2 separate regions of the Rattus norvegicus genome follow, and region 1 is linked to region 2. Evidence: chromatin contacts called from public Hi-C data. All regions are on one chromosome and are shown on one strand. The core of a region is the stretch at or near the end of the contact, and the rest is flanking DNA. Distances in the headings are between cores, read along the strand shown.

What was found. A called contact is a pair of places that touch in the nucleus more often than the background predicts.
Region 1: a Hi-C map of the A7r5 cell line shows a contact between it and region 2, with 2.5 times the contacts expected there. The contact joins the promoter of C7h8orf76 here to the promoter of Zhx2 in region 2. A contact is called at or near these places in 6 of 12 Hi-C or Micro-C datasets (the A7r5 cell line, Schwann cells, frontal cortex and 3 more) and 1 of 1 datasets of contacts at active chromatin or transcription factors (oligodendrocytes).

Annotation. Positions count from the first base shown.
Region 1 is chr7:91,455,273-91,461,579 of GRCr8, reverse strand. It overlaps C7h8orf76 (similar to human chromosome 8 open reading frame 76), which reads left to right and starts at 2,296. Exons shown (of 6, transcript NM_001025007.1): 1 at 2,296-2,464; 2 at 4,544-4,639; 3 at 5,441-5,584. The coding sequence starts at 2,348.
Region 2 is chr7:91,111,049-91,118,047 of GRCr8, reverse strand. It overlaps Zhx2 (zinc fingers and homeoboxes 2), which reads right to left and starts at 1,561. Exons shown (of 3, transcript NM_001271056.1): 1 at 1,493-1,561.

The DNA of each region.
Region 1 (6,307 bases), core at 1,047-3,546, 340 kb before region 2:
CGCTGTCTACAGTGTGTGGGAATGTCACAATGGGGGAGCAGCAGCAAGAAATGTTGCCTGAGAAGGTGGCTGCTGCCTTGTGATGGGCAACTCAAATGGGCACCTCAATAAAAATTATGATTTTTATAGCTTTCGAGCTATAGAAACAGATTTTTAAAAATCGCAACCATTTAAAAATCACAACCACTCAGTTTGATAGTTGCAGAAATCCTTTTAACACAGTGGTTCTCAACCTGTGGGTAACAACCTTTGGCAAATCTGTATCTCCAAAAATATTTACATTACAGTTCATAACAGTAGCAAAATTATATTAATAATTTTATGATTGGGGTCGCCACAGCATGAGGAAATGTATTAAAGGGCTTCAGCATCAGGCAAGTGAGAACCACTGCCCTAATACCTGTAATTTCTACGCTTACAGAGTAAATTTAACTGTTTCAGTGTCTAAAGCCCTCTCACTTTATTGGTTTACGGTCTTGAGGCTTATTAAGTGAGGCTGTGCTTTGCCGCTCTGATTCCCAGGCCCTCAACTGCAATAGGGGATTTTTTTAAAGGTCCTAATTCTAACTACAGTTTGCTATCCATCATGCTTCCTGGGGTCCTAATAGCTACATTCTCACTTTCAGCTGGAGTTCTAGCACAGGAGGCAATGCTGTTAGACGCAAGCTGGGGACAAGCCTGGCTTGGTTGTTATGTAAGATTTAGGCTCAACTTTTCAAACGAAAGGGAAGCAATTATTACTCAATAATTTCTCTTTGTAGACAAATACGCCATGATTGTGGGAGTAAAGTAAGCAAGGAGGCTCTTTTGGCAAAAGGTTGGAAACGACCGAGCCCAGGAATCTTGAGTCCAAAGGGCAAAGAACGCCCACTTACCCACATGCAGCGCTAAAACAACCTGCTGCCATTTTAGCACATGCTCCAGCTCAGCTGTCAGGCAGGAGGCTAGAGCTAGCAGGCCTCAGAGCAGGAGGGAGGAAATTCGGGGACCAAATATCTTTCATAAAGAAAAAGCTAGAAGTCCTCCCCCTTGCCTGCCTTTGCTCTGCTCTTACTCTGCTCCCGGAGCTGATTTTGAATAGCCCCACGTTGCCCCCTTCACCTTGCAAGCTTCATGTGCCTTATTTTAATCAATACCCATCTCATATACTGGGTTGCACAGCTAGTGAACCAAGGATCACAAAGCCAGATGCGTGTGGCTCTCGCAGTCCTTCAGTACTGTGCTGTGCTGCTGCCTGCTAAGACAGAGCGTACTGGAATTAGGGCAAATATATTCCTTCTTAGGACATAATTTTTTCTTGGTGATAGCATGGATTTTTTATACTTTTCTATAATATCCTAATTTTTTCAATAAGTATTGCATTTCTGATGACAAAACAAAACCCCCAAATATTAAAAATGGACTTCCCCTGGGTGAATCCCACAACAGCTACTGCCTGGAGGCTCCCAGGCTGGTGTCTTCCAGTGAGGCTACTTAATCCACAGCTAGGTTCCACATTTTGTGAGTGAGTCATGAGCAGATAAATTTTGAAACGTGGGGAGGTGGTTTAGGTTGCCCTGTATGAATCGTAGAGTAGAAAATAGAGCAGAAGAAAAAACCCAAGAAACAACTGGTGGAAGAGGAGCAAGTGTGAGGAAAAATGAAAAGCTTAATTACCAGCTTCTAATTAGTGCTGTATAACAAAGCCAGTGTTTTGTCCATGACCTTTACTTTCTAGAGTTAAAACATTACTTGAAAAGTCTCAAAATTATTCTGCTAGTCTTGATTAAGCCTTTAAATTTCTACGTCTAGTTTTTTTTATAAATGCATAAATAGTTCTGGTCTCTTCTTCAGAGACTCTGGGCTTTTGAACAAGTTACCCCACTTCTTCAAGCACAATTTTATAAAACAGGAATAACTGTGCTCTTCTCGCAGTTATTATTGGGAAAGAAAATGAAGAAGTAAAATGCAAAATAAAATGGGGATGAGAATACTGTCAGTGGACTGGTACTTACGAAGTTAACCCCACAGACCCCGACTTTTCGAGGTATTCAGGGAAAAAGTACTCTATCCAGCTTCTGACACAGAGAAGTCAAAACCTTTGTTGGGAGGTTCAGGTGGCCCTGGAGTCAAGTAAGAATTTCTGATCCATCACGAAATCCAGTTTGCGCAGCCGCTGAAAGACTACCACTCCCAGAATGCAACGCTCCGGCAGACAACGCACCGCTTCCGTGTTGGTCGCGCGCCGGTGCCGCTCTAGACTCTACTTAGTCTCGGTGCCTGGCTGCCGTCGCGCGGTTTGGAGGCTGGGTGATGGGCGTCGCTCTAGGCATAGCCTCGTTTCGAGGCCCGGTTTCACGCTCGCGCGATGGAGACCGGATGCTGGGTGCTGGGCGGCGAATTTGAGGATTCGGTGTTCGAGCAGAAGCCGGAGCGCCAGCCTGAGCCGCCCTCCTCCTATGGCGCCAAGCTCTGCGAGCCGCAGGTGAGACGGCTGTCCTCTTGCCACTCCTCACCCGAACCGGCTGCAGCAAGGTCCGCCACTGTCACTTTCCAGCCGCCCTGCAGTCTGAGGCTAGCAAGCCACCTCACTCTTCGAGCCTCCGGTTGTCTCTCCTGCAGGCCGGCCGGGGCTAGTATAATAAACCCCGCCGCTGCCCCCAGCCCTGCAGAAGTCCACAGTAGCATCCTTGCAGGCCTGTTGGCTGCCTAGAAGAATAAAATGGTTTCAAGCTAATTTTGTTTCATCATTTCCTAGTTAGATAATGAAAACTGAATAGATGTTTATATGTTATTGTTAAGACGTTGGGATGGCTAGTTATGTGACTAGTTGGTTGCAGAGTGCCGAACCTAACGATGGCTCAGATACCTCGTCTTGAGTGACACGTGTTTGAAGAATAGAATAATTTTCCCTACTGTTATGGCTCAGAAGGAGAGATATTAACTTAGCAAGCGTGGGAAGAGCCTTGATACTCAGTGAAGTCTGTTTCTCAAAATACAGTCAGGCCATTACAATGTTAAATGGACTGAGTCCGCCGAATTTAGAGAGACTTTCTTCAGCCACAGCAGGTTTTATTGAAAAAAAGAGTAGGAGATGGTTCTTTGGGGCTGGAAACGGGCATGCAGAAAACTTTTCATCCTTTTTTTTGTATTCTTTCTTGATAGTTATATCTCAATCTCACTTTATGTCCAGCGGGTTTAAGTCAGAAGAGGGAAGCCTTCCTTCAGATCCTCCAAATCTTTGTCTGGGATGCACAGAAGCCTGCCTCCAGTTAAAATTTCCTGTGCTCTGTGTGCTCTGTGTGCTCTGTGTGCCTTTGTAGCATTCTCACAGTAGCACCATCGCCATGATCACAGACTCCTACATCTTGTGCATAGCATTGTCAGTCCCTCTTCACTCCCAATTGCTCTAAAAGAAAGCAGATATCGCCTCAGAGGCACTGGAACTGCATCAGGTGACTCTCATTTCCAGTAACTTCGCTGTGGTTGAAGACGGGTGCTTTTATTTTTGTTTAAACAAATTTGTTATTGACATGTTTTTACTTATGATCATTACAATTTTTTTTTAAAAAACACATTCATTTATGTGTGTGTGTTGGTAAGAGCCATGACACTGTGTCATGGGGACAAATTGCAGGTGTTGATTCTTTCCTTCCGCCACACGGGGCCCATAGAGCAAAGTCAGGTTGTCCAACTTAGTGACAGGTGCCTTTACCCACCGAGCCATCTCACTGACTAATTGTGATCATTTTAATAAAAGTGGTCCATCAGAGATGGTTCAGCAGGCAAAGTCACCTGCGGCAGAGTTTGATGACCTGTGTTCTGTCACCAGAACCGAAAGGGTAGAAGGAGAGAACCAACCAGCAGTTTATGGTCTGACTTCCACATGTGCACAGTAGCATGGATGTGCCTACATACATTGTATTTTTAAAAAAATTTTTTTTATTCTTTTTTTCGGAGCTGGGGACCGAACCCAGGGCCTTGCGCTTGCTAGGCAAGTGCTCTACCACTGAGCTAAATCCCCAACCCCTAAAATGTTTTTTTTAAAAATCTGGGCCATCGTTAAGGTTGTCCTTGGTGGCTGGGGCAGTGGCTCAGTGGGTGAAATGCTTGGTGCCCAGCATGAGGACCTGAGTTCAGACTCCTAGCACTCATGTAAAACCTGGGTAGCTGGGAGCTTGCAGGTAGCCGTTCTGGTAAGCTTCAGTTTCAGTGAGAGACCATGTCTTAGAAAACAAGATGGCGGCTGATAGAGACAGCTGGCGTTGATCTCTGGCCCTCACGTCACACAGGCACAGGCGCACACACATTTACTGCACATTCAAACATGTATCAATTAGTCTGATGTGACCACACGGGTCTGTAGTCTCAGCACTTGGAGGGTGTGCAATGAGACACTGTTTTAAAAAACAAAATGTAGCCATTCCGCTTTGCCTTGAGTCTCATCCTGATGACGTGTGTCCTTGACGTTTAGAAGGGTGCATCATGGGAAAGTGCCTTTGACCATGATGTGGAAGAGCATACCTTCACTCTCCACCGTAAATGCTATCTTCTTGATTTCTAGTGGTTTTATGAAGAGACGGAAAGTAGCAACGATATTGAAGTTCTCACTCTCAAGAAATTCAGAGGGGACCTGGCGTACAGACGACAGGAATACGAGGTGGGAGTCAACACGAGTCAGACGCTGCTGCTCTAGCTGGGCTCTTGTCACCAATAGCACATGTAGAGAGCAATGTGCGTCAGGTTAGCAGCGTGCTTTGTGGGATGGATCTAGTCTATGGTGGTGCCTATAGATAATCTTAGACTCCTAAGTCTAGGCCTTTTCTACAGGGTCCGTATTACATTTTGTTTTTTTTTCATAATTCCAACCAAAGCATGCTTTGAGGGTCCCTGTAGGTCTGCTTTCCTGGGTTTTGTATCCACTCACTTGTGAATCTCCAACATGTCACAGGAGCAGAATACCCCAACACATGCAAGAAAAGGGAAGGGTGAACAATTAGATGCCAGATTGTTTCATATACGTCATGTCACTTTTGGGTAAATATTAATAAGGTATATAGTTGGGCCTTAATCCCAACAGTTGGGAGGTGGAGGCAGAGCCAGGTGGTTCTCTGTGAGTTCAAGACCAGCCTAATTAATCTACATAGCACGCCCTATGCATGTGCACACACACGCCTCAAAGTCTCAGAAAAACCAGGACTCAAAGCCTGTTCTGTTTGCCTCTAGAATGTTCTAATACTGTGATACTTTCCATAGTTGGACTTTATAACCTGCCGCCATTCTGTCTCTACCTTTTAGAAAAATATCACAGTACTGGTTAAACAGTTAGGTCTCCCGTAGGTTAACGGAGGGGCCGGTTATACTACCACTTACTGCATAGGAAAATGTCATCTCTGTACTGGGTCCTTTCCTTTCCCCACCCCCTTCATGCCTTCCCTTCTTTCTTTTTAATAATTGCCAGAAAGCTCTGCAGGAGTACTCCAGTATCTCCAAACAGCTGCCATCTACCAATTTTGCCATGAAAAGGGATGTCCAAGAAGGCCAGGCTCGGTGTCTGGCTCACCTTGGGAGGCATGAGGAGGCCCTGGAGATAGCAGTGGACCTGGTGAGTGGCTCTGTTGCTTGTTCTCATACACTGTCCAGTACAAGGACAGGAAAACAAACCTTCCTGCTAGAAGCAGAATTGGTGGGCTGGGATTACAGAAAGAAACAATCAGCAGTGTAGTTACTGAAATGAAAGCATACAGCACTACGTGTGATTATTTTCTTGGAATAGTTTTCCTGTGCTAAGATGAGAATTATTGCCTAGAAATCTTATTTTCAGAAGTTTTACTTTTATGAGGGATATATACCCAGAGAGATAAGGATTGAGTGATTTTGTTCTAGATTTTTCAAAGATGTATTTTAATTTTTAATTATGTGTATATATGTGTGTGGGGCTAAGTGTGGGTATGGGCAGGTGCTAGGAGCGCAGAGTTACGGGATCTCCCTGGAGCTGTTGTGAGTTGCCCAGTGTGGGTGCTGGGAACCAGATCTGAGACCTCTGCAAGAGCAACAAATGCTGTTAATCACTGAATCATCTCTAGTCTCCATTGTTTTGTTATTGCAGTACTGGGAAAAATCCCTGAAACAGATTGAAATGGATTTTGATGTCCAAAGAGGGACATACTAACTATGCTCTCAAACCCTTGTTTATTAGCTTAGCATAGCTATCAACTTTAGATTATTATTCATATTATCAGAGTCATAGTCTAGAGGCCAGCATTCTGCTGCATGTCTGCAACTTTAGCAGAGGGAAGTCTGCTAGGAGCGTCACAAGTTCAAGGCC
Region 2 (6,999 bases), core at 312-2,811:
TGTTGTGGGAAGTCCAAGTGCTTTGGGGTCACAGGGAGGCATTCCTGTCCCCTAAGTCCTGCTTCAACACGGAGCTGGCCTGAGATTTGAGGAGCTGTTCACTTCCAGAAAGAATGAGATCTTCAGAGAGCAGCAAATGGAGAACTCTGGGCTTTAAAGAACTATGATGCCTGGGGCCCCAGCTGAGCAGTGACTCTGAAGAGGGAGGGGTGCTCCCTCCTCCTCCCCGCCCCCAACAAAAGGCCTTCGCGGAACAGAAGAACACAGAGACCCCACTGGCTTTGAAGCTAATCAATCAGGTGGAAGTCTGGGCAAATCACGACTTGGCTACCGCGACAGGTCTCCCCCACCCACCCTGTTGGGTAGGCTCTCCTCGTCCTCCTCCACCACCCCTGAGCTCAGCATAACTAGGGGGCCAAAAGGACGTTCCTGTGATGCTCCTGTTTTCCAACTTTCCGAGCTTCTTGGTCTTCATCGCCTCCTGCAAAGCAGCTAGGGAAAGGGCAAGTTTGCAAAGCTCAGGATCCCAAGTCCTGGGGGAAGCCACAAAGACGCTCCAACGCCAGCAATGCTTAACCTCTTGTGGGGCAGACTGAAAAACGCCACGGCCACTCAGGCGGGAGACCCGGGCTCAGGCTGGTCCCGGCAGGCCAGGGACATCAGGGCTCCCGGGGTCCGCGCGCCCCCCGCATCACCCTCCCCGCGCACCTGAGCGGGGCGTGGGCACAGCGCCGCGCTCAGGCCCTGCCCGCAGGTCCCTCGCCCGCCGCCCGCGCCGCGCGCCGGCCGCCTGCAGCCACCGGGAGCGACGCGAGGAGAGGCAGCCTCAACACGGCGTCATGCTTCCTGCCACCACATTACGGCGAATCGTCACCAGGAGAGGAGAGCAGAGGGGAGAGCGGGGGAGGGAGGGGAGCAGCCACACGGAGCCCCCAGGCTGCCGAAAAGCGCCGAGACGGGGCCACGTCCCGGTGGAGTCCCCGCGGGACCTGCCCGTTTCGCACAAAGCGCCGCAGTTTGGCCAAGAAGGCAGGAAGCCGGCCACAAAATAAATAAATAAAAAACAGAGTCGGGTCTACGTAACGCCCTGTCGAAAGCGGACGCCATATTTTTTTGTGGCTTATGTCGACATAGGGAAACGTAGACATGTTTTTCCTCCTCCTCCTCGGTCTGGCTTCCATTTATCCAAACTTGTAATCAAAACTATTTCATTAAAAAAAAAATCTCCGTCCCCCCTCCCTGAAACCGCGGATTTCCTCCCACCCGCAAAAAAAAAAAAAAAAAAAGAAAAAGAAAAAAAAAAAAAAAAAGCCTGCACACCCCCCTCCCGCGCAACCCCATCCCTAACCCGGCCAAGTCCCATTAACAACACATTTTCGGGAGCTGCGGCGGCGGTGGGAAAGTTGGGCTGGAGTGGCGGGCGCCTGGCGTGTCGGGCTCCGGGCTGGCGGTGCCCGCTGCGGGTGCTCCGCGCCGGGGCGAAGTTTCTTACCTGCGCCGGGGCTGCGAACGCGGGGACCCGGGCTGGGAACGCGGAGACGAGGCACGGGCGTTCCAAAATGGAACTCTGCTGGCTCCCCCCACCCACTCCCCACTCCCCACCCGGCGCCCGACTCGGGCTCCGTGGGAAAGAGGTGGTGGTGGGGGGGAAAAGCCAGTCTGGCAGACAGACAGATAGACAGAAAGACAGACAGAAAAAAGCCCCCGTAAGGAGAACGGTTGATTGAAAAATTTAAAAGAAAAAAAAAGAAAAGAAAAAGAAAAAAAAAAGAAAAGAAAAAAGAAAAAAAAAGGGGGAAAATGCCTCGATCAGTGGGGAATCTACGCCAAAACCCACATGATCTGTAACGTCAGCATGCGTATTTGCATACGATACCACCACCGGAGCTGCCACCCGGGCTCGGGTTCCGCAGAAAGTTACAAAGTGAAATTCAGGCCCCTCCGCAGACGCCGGCAAAATGTCATTTTTAGGAGGGAGCTGCTGGTGGGGGGAGGCTGCCCCTAAAGGCTCAGATGAGTGGCCAAGTGGGGGGTGTAGTAAATGAACTTAAAAGTCTGAGTCCAGTAACGGACTCATTGGAATTTTTTGCGGGAAGAGGTGGGGGAGGCGCAATCGAGATCCCTGAATCTTGAGCACGACCCGGCGCGCGGCCACGGCCAAACCCTCTCGGTGCAATACCCATTTTCTTTATGAAAAGTTCAAGGTGTCACTGATGAGCTCAACAAACTGTTGATCCTCACCACGTGGAGTGGCGGACCGTAAGACGGCAGGGCGCTAGGGCTTGCTCTGCGCCAGCTACACCCGGGACTCCAGGTCCTCCTGCAGTGCGTGGGGGCAGGACGCGGGTGGGGTCGTCACGCGCCTTGGGCTCTGCCTGCGTTTTCGCCCGCTTTCCGGCGCAAGGAAATAATAACATTCTTAAAACTTTTTTTCTTTTTTAAATCGAGATGCGTTTTACTCCCGGAATAGTAATGAGAGGGTTTGGGAATAGGGCGAGGAAGAAGGCGCCCCACTTACATAACCACTTGAAGTTAGATCACTTTTGTTGGGGATTTCCGCTTGCGTCTGAGCTCAGTCTGGTTAAAGATCTTCAAACTTTTTCCCTCCAAGCCCATAAACAAACAAAGACACCCTGGGGGTGACTTAAACTTATGTGGCCCGAGTTCGCAGGGATTCTCAGATTCGGAAAAATGCACACGCCTGCAGCGCGCACACAGGAGTCCCTCGGAAGCGAGACGGGTCATTTTCGGAGCTGGGACAGCCGCGTTCCCGGAGAGTGGGGTCTCCAAATGGGGCCTCCATCCGCTCGTGTGTGTGTGTGTGTGTGTGTGTGTGTGTGTGTGTGTGTGTGTGTGTGTGTGTGTGTGTGTTGTCTGCCCTTCCTCTGCAGCCTTGTGAACCGTGAAATAGAGACCCTGCTGCTGTGCTCCAGCGATCGCGCAAGGTTAAATAAAATGCTCTAAGGGAGCAACCGAGAAAAGATGACTGACCTAGCAACCTGCTTGCGTCGCGCATTCTTGCTCTCGGGGACCCTGTCACAGGCTCTGGGGCGCTTCGGAATTTGTTGGGTATGAGCGAGGTGGAGCCCACCGTGGACGAGAGGGGCTAACTCTGGGACCCAGATTTGACACTAGGAGTTACCGGAGAAAAGAGAGGGCATGGGGCTTGAATACTGTGGAGTTGCCTCCCACTCTGCGGATTAGCAGGCGCGTCGCGTCGGGGCTTCCCAGCCAGCTCTGCTCCGGGGAATTAGAACGAACTCTAGCGGCCGCTTGCGACTCCGCTCGGGGCGCCAGGACAGCAACAGGTGGCAGTGTGATGCGGGGTGGCTATTGGCGATGAACCAGTCTAGAGTGGAAGACTGGTTTGGGGGTGGGGTGCTGGTGCGTGATCACCGTTCTGGGGAGCATCTGCTGGCATTTTCATTTCGTATTAGTTTTTCTTTGTAAGATTAAATCAGCGCACATGCAAAAATTTCTTACTGGCCTCCCAGCTTTAGTTGGGTTATTTCTGACTGAGGGTGGAGGAGTTGCCCGCTCATCCCCCACCCCCATCCCCGTCTCTGTCGGTCTGTCTGTCTTTTTCTTCCTAGATACATTTAAAGGCCCCCCCCCCGCAAAAAAAAACGGATTCTGGCTGCTGACTGGCTTTATTGCTTCCTTTCTCACTAGGGAGACAAAATCCGATGGGGTTCTTAGGGTTCTTAACAGGATTCCATCGAGAGCTTTGTTGGTGACTATAATCCGGATCATGTCCTGTCTTTCTCAGGCTTACCTGATACCTAAGATCTAAGAGTCTTGTCAACTTCTATCCAACACCAGAATTTTGGGGATGTTTCTCTGAGCTGGGTGGTTTTTGTCAACTCTACACAAACTAGGGTCACCTGGGAAGAGGAGACCTCAATTGAAGAATTACCTACACCAGATTGGCCCGTGGGCATACCGATGGGGCGTTTTCTTGGCTGAGGTGTGGGCAGGAGCAGCCCACTGTAAGGTGCCACTGTGGGTCAGGTGCTCTTGGGCTGCATAAGAAAGCGAGCTGAGCAAGCCAGCCAGGAGTTTCCCTTATGCCCTCTGCTTCAGGTTTTGCTCCCAGGGTCATGTCTTCAGTTCCTGCCTTCTCTTCCCTTGATGATGGGCTTTACCTATAATCCCAACAGACCCTTTAACCCATGAAATTGCTTCTGGTCATAGCGTTTACCATCCCAACACCACTAGTAACCAGGACACCATACGTAAGGGTGTGCCAGAATAGTGAAAGGACAAAATAAGCAAGCAAAAAAAACTGTCACTAGCTCAACACTTTTCACCACCTATCTTGTTATGCCCTTCCAGGTCATCCTGCCAACACCCCCAGCCCTTTAAAATTAGGCACACTTTGCAGGCTGTAACCATGGAAATTGCCTAAACCTTAAAGCAGCAATTCCTATTTTGAGGCTCCACTTCCTCTTGATGAGCAATTACTTAGGAAGCTTCTCTGTAAGCGAGGCTTTCATTGCCACCTGCTTCCAGCTGGGTAACAGGTTGTATATAGATAGCATGGGAAAAGCCAGGGTGAGGGAAGCCAGTGACCCCAGAAGGATCTGTATCACAGAGATGGGAGGAGTGAGGGCTTCTGGGCTGTGATGTCTTTAAATGGTCCAAAATTGAATAGGCATTGGATTCTCAACGCTGAAACAAAAACAGCAAAAGGCGGCTGGAGAGGCAGCTTAGTGGTTAAGAGTGCACAGGGGATGGAGTTTAGTTCTTAGCACTCACACTGGGCAGTTCACAAACTGCCTGTAACTATACCAGAAACTATTATAGGAGATTTGCTCCCCTTGTTTGGCCTCCTTGTTTCTCTCTCTCTCTCTCTCTCTCTCTCTCTCTCTCTCTCTCTCTCTTTCTCTCTCTCTCCCTCTCTCTCTCTCTCTCTCTTCTCTCTCTCTCTCTCTCTCACACACACACACACACACTATATTTTGATCCTATTCATCCCTTGCCACAACCTCCATCACCTGCTGGTTCCCTTTCCATCTATCTATCTATCTATCTATCTATCTATCTATCTATCTATCTATCTATCATCTATCTATCTATCTATCTATCTATCATCTATCTATCTATCTATCTATCTATCTATCTATCTATGTATGCATCTATCTAATGTCTGTGTGCTCAGATGCATGTGCTGTGGCTCTCATGTAGTTCGGTGACAAGTGCCTTTATCCACTGAGCCATCTTGCCAGCTCCACCTTCTACTTTCATGTTCTTAAAAGAAAAAAATCTAGATTCTGTATATGAAAAAACACGAACTATCTACCTTTCTGACTCTGGCTCATTTCTCTTAACATGATTTCCTCCAGGTCTGTTTATTTTTCCTCCCAGAGAAAAACAAACAAACAAGAAAGCAAACAAACAAACAAAAACAAAACAATAGTTGTGAGACACCCTTTCTGCCAGACACTACAAAGTGATGTCACAACGTCATGCAGTGGGGGCATCTCCAGGGTCCCTGGACCTCATGCTGTTTGTAAGCTCTGTTGACAGTGTGTGCTCGACCCTCACTGCACAGATGAAGAGGCACAGAGGGCTGTAGTAACTTGCACAAGCAAGTGGAAGAAACTAGGCTTCATGAGTTCCTTAGAATCCAGAGGCAGAATTCATAATCCTACCCAACCCCACCTCAACAGGAGCAACCTCACTGCTTTTCAGGACTGTCTTCCTAACAGCAAACAGGACCTACTGTGTGGTAGGCATTGCTTATCAAATCCTTAGATTCCCTTTGCTTGCAATCACAATTTCCCCACTGCATCGATGACAAGAATTTAAGGATCAGAAAAGTTAAGAACATTTCAAATACAGAGACGAATGCCAGCAGCAAACCACTGAACTGAGAATGGGACCCCCATTGGAGGAATTAGAGAAAGGGCTGAAAGAGTTGAAGGGGCTTGAGACCCCCATATGAACAACAATGCCAACCAACCAGAGCTTCCAGGGACTAGGCCACTACCCAAAGACTATACATGGACTGACCCTGGGCTCCAACTGCACAGGTAGCAATGAGTAGCCTAGTAAGAGCACCAGTGGAAGGGGAAGCCCTTGGTTCTGCCAAGGCTGGACCCCCAGTGTCGGAGATTGTTTCAGGGGCAGTAATGGGGGGGTGGATGTGGAGGGGAACACCCACATAGTAGGGGAGGGGGAAGGGTTGGGGGTGATGGACAGGAAACCTGGAAAGGGAATAACATTTGAAATGTAAATAGGAAATACCCAATTTAATAAAAATGGAAGAGAAAAGACTACTTTGCATAAGTATAAACAATAAATTTAAAAACTCGTGAAATGGAAAAAAGAGAGAAATGTCTCCAGGGATCTGGAGAGATGGGTTAGCAGTTAAGAGGCAGCTCTTCTAGAGGATCACGGTTCGATTTCCAGCACCTACATGGCAGCTCACAACAATCTGTGACTCCAGTTCCTGGGATTTGATGATTTCTCCTGATTTCTGCAGGTAGCAGGTGAGAACAGCTCACGCACATGTAAAAAAACCACATAAAATAAAAACAAACAAACGAATCTTTAGCAGAAAGAAATGTCTCCAGAGTTACACAGCATTTCCAGCTAGTATTAGACCCTGAACTCCACTTGTGTCTTGTGGTTTCAGAGCCAAGAATGAGAGCCCATCAACCTTTTCTCAATGCCTATGTTAGGAAAAACTGTAAGGTTTGTTGAGAGGAATCCCATAGTGCTCTAGGGCACGAGCTGAGACTTACTGTGTTTCCAGCTCGATGAAACAAGCTTGACTTAGTAGCAACTTGAACTTGCCTAGAGTGTACAACCAAAAGCTTACGAAGTGGAGAAAATCAGAGGTTATTATTTGTTTGACTTTACTGTCTGGCTTGGTCCTTGAATCACCCTTACAAGGGAGGGAGAGCTGCCATGATCATCAGGTTATAGAGGAGGTCATTGAAGGATTGTAAAGATAATGATAGTAATCAGTCCAAACTCCTGGACTAAATTCAG